2 separate regions of the Sus scrofa genome follow, and region 2 is linked to region 1. The links are chromatin contacts, called in public Hi-C maps. All regions are on one chromosome and are shown on one strand. The core of a region is the stretch at or near the end of the contact, and the rest is flanking DNA. Distances in the headings are between cores, read along the strand shown.

The links. A called contact is a pair of places that touch in the nucleus more often than the background predicts.
Region 2: a contact with region 1 is called in a Hi-C map of omental adipose tissue, with 2.2 times the contacts expected there. The contact joins the enhancer-like site here to the promoter of CYS1 in region 1. A contact is called at or near these places in 3 of 5 promoter capture datasets (fetal liver, liver and skeletal muscle), 31 of 47 Hi-C or Micro-C datasets (adipocytes, adipose tissue, alveolar macrophages and 16 more) and 2 of 2 datasets of contacts at active chromatin or transcription factors (alveolar macrophages and skeletal muscle).

Annotation. Positions count from the first base shown.
Region 1 is chr3:126,396,186-126,400,534 of Sscrofa11.1, reverse strand. It overlaps CYS1 (cystin-1), which reads right to left and starts at 2,233. Exons shown (of 3, transcript XM_021087851.1): 1 at 1,889-2,233. The coding sequence starts at 2,200.
Region 2 is chr3:126,468,513-126,472,861 of Sscrofa11.1, reverse strand. It overlaps GRHL1 (grainyhead-like protein 1 homolog), which reads left to right. Exons shown (of 16, transcript XM_021087852.1): 11 at 1-54; 12 at 1,338-1,375; 13 at 3,442-3,533; 14 at 3,867-3,952. Among named protein-coding and RNA genes, the nearest start is that of GRHL1, 40 kb to the left of the region's middle. Within about 2 kb of position 2,056, at least 4 of the 83 cell types and tissues checked have an H3K27ac peak or open chromatin away from gene starts, as enhancers often do. A contact at or near this core is called in adipose tissue and omental adipose tissue, where this site is marked.

The sequences.
Region 1 (4,349 bases), core at 984-3,483:
CGGGACCCTTGAAGCAGCCCCCGGCTGGTCATCCTGTGTCCAGTCCAGCTCTGCCCAGTTCATCCTGCCCCTGGCAGTTGGCCTCGCCTTAGTCCTGCACAGATACCCATGGCTTTTTTTGGTAAAGTCCAAGCTCTGTAGCCTGGGACGCCCCTAGCATGACGCGTCCGCAGCCTGGCATTGACCCTTCCCGACCCGTTCAATTCCAATACTCCCACCCACGCCCTGGGTACCATGTGCCTCGGGGCGCCACCACCTTGGCAGACAGAGTTCTCTCTGCCCAAATGCTCCTCGCTGTTCATCTGCCTGCCTAGTGCCACAGCCTCTTCCAGATCCGGGTCAAGTGTTGTCCTTCTGAGATGCGGACTCAACTCCTCCAGGGGGCCAGTCGCTCCTCCTGTGTACCCTCTATACAGACTGCCCACCTGAATCGGATTTTTGTCTGCAGATCTCGCACTCCATTAGACTATGGACTTGTGGGGGGGGGCGTGCCCGTGGCACATGGAAGTTCCCGAGATTGAGCCTACACGGCCGTTGCAACCTGTGCCACAGCTGCAGCAATACCAGCCGGACACTTAACCCGCTGTGCTACACGGGAACTTCCAGGCCGTGGACTCCTTAACCCCCTGCCTCCTAGGAGTCACTAGGCTACTTGGCGATGGAAGGGGTGAGGAGAGGGCGGGGAGTCCATGCTGTTTTCTTCTCATTTCCCTTCTGAAGTTTCCAAAGCACTTGAAGAATGAACACTAAAAGACTGCGTCCGTGCCATCTCAGGCTTTCCCCCAAATCTCTCAACCGTTTACCCATTCTGAGGGTTATGTAACTGGGCGCTGATGTAACCTTAAAGGAATCCTGTTATATAATTGGGCCCCACTTGCAGCAGCTCACTTCGGGAGGGGCATCAGGGAAGGGCAGGAGAAGCCCTGTGCCTGGGTCAGGGGGGCCAGGTCCTTTTCCTCCCCCCAGCCCTCCCCCCACCTCGCAGGAGGAGCTCCCAGGATTCTACTGCTTGGTGGCTGCCCCAGCAGACACCCCCCCAGGCTCCCAGCAGTTGTTAAGCAAAGCCTGAGGGGCTCCAGGGAGGGGCGGGGGGGCTGGCTTGGACATCCTCGCAAGCCCAGGAGCTGATATTAAGGATCTTGTTCGTTCAGCTCTGCAGGAGCGAAGACTGCTGCCAAACGAGAGTGCTCATTTTTATTGTTTTTCTAGAACAGCAGGGATGTTATTACAAGCGTCCTGGAAGAGTGAGGAGAGAAGCCAAAGAGAGACTGCACAGCATCTTAAAAATAGCCGGTCGTATGTGAACTGCCTGACTGCAAGGCAAAGACGCCGAGGTGTCTGACGCGCCGGGCCTTTGTAACCACTGTTTGGCTACCGGTCCCACCTCCTGGCACCCTCTTCCGAGCGTGCCCGGGAGACTGGCCCAGGGGAAGGTACCTAGGGAAAAGCAGTGTCCCCTCTCTGCCCCCCGCCCGCCAGCTCCCACCTAGGCTGGAAGGAGCCACAGTTCCAAAGGAAAAATACTCGCGCTCTGGCCACGAGATGCATTTCTGCCGAAGGAGGTCTGTCCCCCGACCTCCAAGGCGGCTCCCAGCCCTGTCGCTCCCCAAGTTGGTGGCCGTCTGATCAGCACCCAGAGGAGGCAGAGAGGGAGACAGTCAGAGGGGATGCTGGGGAGGGAGAGGCGGCAAGAGACCTCGCCGGGATTCCGGGGGCAGGGAGACGGTGGGCGACCCTGGGACAGGGCACCGCGCAGGCCGATGGCGCCTGGCAGGGGCTGGCGGCGGCGGGCGGAAGGGGGCTGGGGGACAGGGCGCCGGCGGGGAGGGGGCTCCGGGGCAGGAAGCGGAGCAGCGGCCCCCAAGGCTCCGCGGGCTCCGACACTCACCGGGCTCCCGGCGCCGGCGGCGGGTCGGGGCCGCGCCGGGCCGCGCGGGGCCAGCTCCCCGGGCGCCCAGGCCGCCGACTCGGCCAGCAGCTGGTCCAGCAGGCGCAGGGTTTCGTCCCTGCCGTCGGGGGGCGCCGCGGAGCCAGCCGCCCCCTCGGCCGCCTCCGGGGCCTCCTCCCGGGCCGCCGCGGTCGCCGAGGCCGGCGGCCCCGTCCCGCCCTCCGGGGCTGCCCCGCCGGGCCCCGCCGGCCGGCTGTCGGCGCCGCGCAGCCGCTTCAGGGCGCGGCCGCCCCGGCTGCTGCCGCTGCCCATGGCGCGCCCGCCGAGCAGGCCCGTGGCGCCGGCCGAGCGCGGCCCGGGGGCGGGGACGCCGGAGGCGGGGGCGGCGGGGCCGGGGCTGCGGGCCCGGCCCGCGGCGGGCGGAGGAGGGAGCGAGAGTCCGGGTCTGGGGTGCGGGCGGGGGCGGGGCTGCGAACCGGGCCGGGGGGCGGGGCGAGCCTCGGGTGCGGGGCGCGCGGGGGGCGGGGGACCCGGCCGGAGAGCCCGGGATGACCCCGGCCTGGAGGAGGGGGCTGAGACCCGGGGGCGAGGGCCCGGGGCGCGGCGAACCCTCCCGCCTCCCCGCTGGCCCGGGCCCCCTCCGGGTCCCCGCTACCGCCTGGGAGCACTGAACACACCTGGGCTCCCACGGGCCCTTTTTGTTCATTTCTGGAAGGCTCTCCCAAGGCCACGGCGCACAGATGGACCTGCTTGGGATGGGGATGCGGATGGAGGGGACTCCACGGCCTGGCCCTCCTGGAGCCTAGAGGGCCGTGGGGCTTGGCCTCCTCGTTCCCAGATGTTAGGCTGGGGAAAGGGGCTGGGCGCTAAAAACACCTCTGAGGATGGGGTAAGATACAGAAGGTGCTCGGCCTCGCCCCCTTCCATTTCTGCCCTTCTCCCCCCCACGCAGGCAGGGGCCGGACGGAAGGAAGGAGGAAGGGGGCGATTCTTCCGACCAGACCGCCCCCTCCAGCCTTTGCACGCGGGAGCCGGCAGCAGGCAGCGCGGGGCCCTGGGCTTCCTGTTCCTCTTCTCCTGCCCCCAAAGGCGATCTGGCACCTGAATGCCAAGCCTCATTAAAAAACACCCATCTAAGACATAACCACTTTTGGGAAAGAAGAAAATTTAAAAGATGGCAGGAAAAGCGGTCCCCACCCCCGCCCAAAAAAAGCCACTAGGTACTGATCATAATTCTTTCTAGCCTTTGGTCATTGGATAGTAAAAAAGAAAGATAAACACATTATATTTAAGTGAAGCAGCCCGAAGATAAGAACAAGAAGCAGGATAAAGCTTCTAATTCAAGACCAGTGATATTATTGTTGGTTGTGCTTGCATTTTATTTAAGACTTAATTTCTTTTTCTCCCTGGGTCACCTCCTTAAAAAAAAAAAAAAAAAAACTCACCTTTCCAGGAGTTCCCATTGTGGCTCAGTGGCTAAGGAATCCGAATAGGAACAATGAGGTTGCGGGTGCGATCCCTGGCCTCGCCCAGTGAGTGGGGTAAGGATCCAGCATTGCTGTGAGCTGAGGTGTAGGTTGCAGATGCGGCTTGCATCCCGAGTTGCTGCGGCTCTGGCGCAGCTCCAATTAGACCCCTAGCCTGGGAACCTCCATATGCCGCCGGAACGGCCCAAGAAATGGAAAAAAGACAAAAAACAAATCAAAACAAAAAACAAACCTCACCTTTCCAAAGCCACAGCTCAAATGGGGTTTAATCACATCTTGACCTTAATCTGAATCCAGATAGGATTGCAGAATAATTGTTAAATGTTGACAAGCTTTTCCCTACGGTAAGTTTGAAGTTTTACTGATTTATCACTTCAGGAGGAGGCTTTGAAAACTTTATGCCCAAGAAAATGGAATAAATGTGGGATTCATATCCATTCGTTTTATTATCAAGAGACCAAGGAAGTGTTTACAATTCCTCTTCACTTTTTGTCTTTTTTTTTCTTTTTATTTCTTTCTTTCTTTCTTTCTTTCTTTTTTTTTTTTTTCCTGATGTGGTGTCTTAACCATCCAGAAACAGGAGATGGGCCAAATGCATGATTTGGTGTCATTTGAGTGTTCCAAGTCCACAGATGTGTCTCGTTTAGAAGCTCTTGATAGAAGATTTCTCTTTAAGAAAATAAATCTCATCTTGAAACTCTTTAAGCTTGGGAAAAAAGCATTCATAGGGAAAAGACATTTTTCCTGAACTAAGTTCAACCAAGTTGAATCATTTCAAGGAAAACATGCTTTACTTCTGCCTCAGTACAGTCTAGTCATGTGACTCATAGTTTAAATATAACCAGAGCTCCCTGTGTTCACCTCCCAGGGCTATAGTTTTTTTTCTGGCCACTCTTGATTCCAATCCTGTTTTCCCAGACTCGTCTGGCTCCCTCAGCTTCAGTGAGCGTAACTGCCAAAGCCTGTGTTTATTC
Region 2 (4,349 bases), core at 807-3,306, 73 kb before region 1:
CCGGTCCTCTTCATCCCCGACGTGCACTTCGCCAACCTCCAGCGAGGCGCTCACGTAGGTAACCAGGATCCCAGGGTGGCCGCAGGGAAGGACGGCTGCGCAGAGAGAAGGGCTTCGGTCTTATCCATGACCAGTGTCAGGGCCAGCTCTTGGGAGTACCTGGTTTGGGCCACGCAACGTCCTTGCAGTCAGGTGTGTGAGCGCTGTGGCCTCGGAACCGCGGTCCCAGGCCCGGCAGCTTAATTCTGGGTGATCTTATTTATTCATGTCTCAGCTCATTTCAAAGATACCGGGGCGTTCCCGTCGTGGCTCCGCAGTAATGAACCCGACTAGTAGCCATGAGATTGGGGGTTCGATCCCTGGCCTCGCTCAGTGGGATGCGGATCTGGCGTGGCCCTGAGCTGTGGTGTAGGTCGCAGACGCGGCTTGGATCCCACGTCACTGTGGCTGTGGTGTAGGCCGGCGGCTGCAGCTCTGATTCGACTCCTAGCCTGGGAACCGCCATGTGCCACAGGTGTGGCCTTAAAAAAAAAAAGACACTGGAATAGTAACGTGACTTGGAGTCTGAGTCTGTGATCTTGTGAATTTAACTTATGTGGGTCTGGACAGGATGGGAAGCCAAGGAACACGTGGGGCGGGAGCCTCAGTGGCAAAAGGGGCCTCCGGGCGGCTTCATGGCTTCCTATAGTGGATCCTCCTTGGCACACGTTTGGCCACGTCTTGGCAACTGATGTGAAATTTAGCAAATCCGCAGTCCCACTCTGCTTGGAGCCAAAGTTCAGTAGGCCTGGGTGGGGTGGGGCATCCCCTCCAGGCTGAGATCTAAGAAATACCCCAAAGGCGTCTGCCCTGCCCTTCTGTGCGGCTTCCTGCAGACTTTCTGAGTTCCTGGAGGAAGCCGCCACCAGGGTATTCCCTTTCTAGAGACGCTTTGGGCTGAGCAGGGGTCAGCAGTGTTGTGCCGTAAAGGGCCAAAGAGTAGATCTTTGGGGCTTTGCGGGGGTCGGGTGCTCTCTGTTGCAACTGCCCGCCTCTGCGGCTCTGCCAAAACCGCCGTAGACACCGCGTCATTGGTGAGCTTGGCTGTGTGCCCGTAAAGACCAGATTGGCCTCAGCGGGCACTGGGCCAGGCTCGGCCCAGGGCCGAAGTTTGCCAGAGGAGTTTAAGACACCCCTAAGCATCTGGTCCTTAAAAAATACAGCTAAAGGGTTTTATGTGAGATCGGTCAAATGAAAAAGGATTTTCATTTTAGGAAGAATTCATTTAAGGTCTGAGGTATTTGAGCCTATGCTTGAACAGCAGTTTTTTATTTTTTATTTATTTTTTTTGGTCTTAGGTCCTTCCCATTACCTCGGAAGAATTGGAGGGTGAAGGGTAAGATTTATGTTTTGTTTTCTTTTAGTAAATTCTTTTTACTTTGAAACAATCTCAAATGTTTAAGAGTAAGGACATGGCTCAGTGGTTAACGAATCCGACTAGGAACCATGAGGTTGTGGGTTCGATCCCTGGCCTCGCTCAGTGGGTTAAGGATCTGGCGTTGCCGTGAGCTGTGTAGGTTGCAGACGCAGCTCGGATCCCACATTGCTGTGTCTGTAGTATAGGCCAGCGGCTACAGCTCTGATTAGACCCCTAGCCTGGGAACCTCCATATGCCACGGGTGTGGCCCTAGAAAAGGCAAAAAGACAAGAAAAAAAAAAAAAAAAAGAGTAAGGACAGCACAAAGAACTGACTTTTTCCTGAGCCGTGCGAGAGTCGACTGCTGACCCCTCATCCTCAAGTAGCTTGGTGTGTGGTTTGTACCCACAGACAAGGATGTTCTCCTGCGGAGCAAAGTCAGGATGTTACCACTGCGACCCTGGTACCAGCCAGTCCACTCACCCCAGCCAGGCTTGGCCAGTTGTCCCAGGAATTTCCTTGACTGGGCGAAGGAGGGCCCAGTGGAGCCTCACCCGGCCTTTGCTGACAGCACTCGGGCGCTGATGGCTTGACTGAGGTGCTGCCTGCCAGGCTCCTCCCCGAGGAAGTGCTTCGCAGCTTTGTCAGTGGTTCAGTCCTCGATGACGTGGCATTTCTTTCTGTACACGTTCCTCTCAGCATGGACGCACGCGTGCCCATTGTCTTCCATCCGCCGTGACCCAGCATCATCATTTCCTCTGCTCCCACTGCCCTGAGGGCTGCGGAGTCCCTCAGGCTTGCTCCTGGCTGCCCTGGGCATGCCCCCCTGCCCCCAGCACGTCCTCGCTTTCAGGCATGATGTGTTCCAGGCACCTGTGCTTTCCCTTCTCCAGCCGAAAGCGGCCTCTTCTCCAGGGAGCCCTGGCTCCTTGGGGTGCAGGTTGGGCTTTAGAAACTGAGCCCCTACGGGTGCTCATTGCTGTTGAGGTGCTGCTGCTTCCCACACCCGTGGGCACCCTCCTCAGCCCGCCTAGCCCCGACTGCCCACCCTGGCAGCCTTCCCGCTCTGCGCTCTGCCACGTAGAGGGTCTGGTCCCCCTCGCGGGCCAGCCTTGCTCCCACGCCGGCCACGGCCGCCTCTCGGAAGGCGGGTTCACCACCGCCTCTTTAATTCTGTGTTCTGCCAACGTTCTGCCAGTGCCTTCATCCTCGGCGGGTGATGTGCTGGAAGCTGAGGCAGACCTCTGTCCTGGAAGTGATGATTCTGCTCAAAAACAAGCACTTAACGTCCTTATCAGTTATTTTACCATTTTCTTGCTCACCTCTGAACCTCACAGCACCAAACACGCTGTAACTGTGCCTTTGACAGCCAATCACTCTGATCTTTTTGTGTCTTTCTTCCGACGTGCCTGTAAACACTCCCCCCTTCGTCCTTCTGCTGACACTGCTGAATTGTAACCCTTTGGAATTGTATGCTGGGATTGTCTGCAAAGTCCCCAGCTGGTTCTCCTACCTGTAGGTCCTGGAGTTCCCTCTGGTCTCTGCCACACACTAATCACAGCGTCCTTGTCTCAGGAGAATCTGCAAAGATTCCCCGATATCTGCAACCTAAAATCTAAACTCCTCGGAGCTGAATGATCAGGCTTTTCCAGATTAGATTTACTTCCCCTGGAACGCTCTGTCTCAGGCAGCCCGGCTCTGCTTTTCCCTCCCTTTTTGGCAGGCCCTCTCCTGGTGCGTCTCGGCTCCACCTGCTCCATTCGCATTTTCCTGGGAGGGCAGCTTGAGCCGTGTAAGCGCAGGGAGGGGCCTGGCAGGCACCCGAGTGTGGTCCCCGCTCTGCCATCCAGTGGCACCTGCCTGGTTCGGTCCGCATCTTTCCTTAGGCCTCTGATTTTCATCCACAGAATAAGGAAGTCCGACCAGATATAGAATGAAGGCCATTAAAAAAAAAAAAAAATTCCGTGAGACAGCCCCAAACTCCTTTTGTTTCTGCGAGTGATTTGAGGTGAGGTCCCTCACTCTGTGCTTTGGGTCCCTGACAGGTCCAACTTGAAAAGGGGGCCGTACGGGTCCGAGGACGATTTTGGGATCCCGCCTCCCGCGAAGCTCTCCCGGATAGAAGAACCAAAGCGAGGTGCGTTGGTGTCCGCGTCCTAGTGGGAGATTGGAATTGGAGGTGGGCTCTGAATCCGCCGAAAGCGTAAGCTGCTCAAACAGGTCCTGTCCTCGCGGATGTTCCCGAGTGTTCCTTCCGTCAGCCCAGCCCCTGGCTCGAGCTGGGACTTGGAGCAGAGGCAGAAGAAGCTGGAAGCCGTTCCTTAAGACGGACGCTGTCTTGGCTCGTGTTTGCTGTCCTGGCTGTGGACGTCTCTCTGCATTTTAACCAGCACCCACGGTCTGTTCTGTTTTGCTCCTGGTCACTAAGCTGTGCTTTTCTTTTCCCTGCTTCCTCCTGCCTGGGGACCAGTGCTGCTCTATGTGCGGAAGGAGTCGGAAGAAGTCTTTGATGCCCTGATGCTCAGGACTCCGTCTTTGAAAGGCTTGATGGAGGCTGTAAGTAGCAGCACCTTTATGATCCGCTTTTGAAAGTCAGATCACACTTAGGTAGAATCTGGTTGGAACAGATTTCACCTGGCCACCGGATTCTCGTCCTGAGTCCCCCCAGCGCCTTGTCTGCGCCTGTGGCGTGGTCCACTCTTGCCGCACCCGACTCGGTCCTCGGTGGTAGCAGGGCCGCCCCATCTCACACCGCTGCCTCCCCCCGAGTCACCTGGTAGGTGGGTGCAGTCACTCTGCTGTGTCCAGTCCCCTGAACGGAGTGACTTTGTGATGACCTGTGGAATAGTTTCTTGTTCACATCCAGGGCTGAAGGGAGAGTGCCACGTCATAAACTCTCAGAGGTGAACAGTCAAATAAAATCTTCAAAACTTCCGTAGAGACAGTGGCTGCT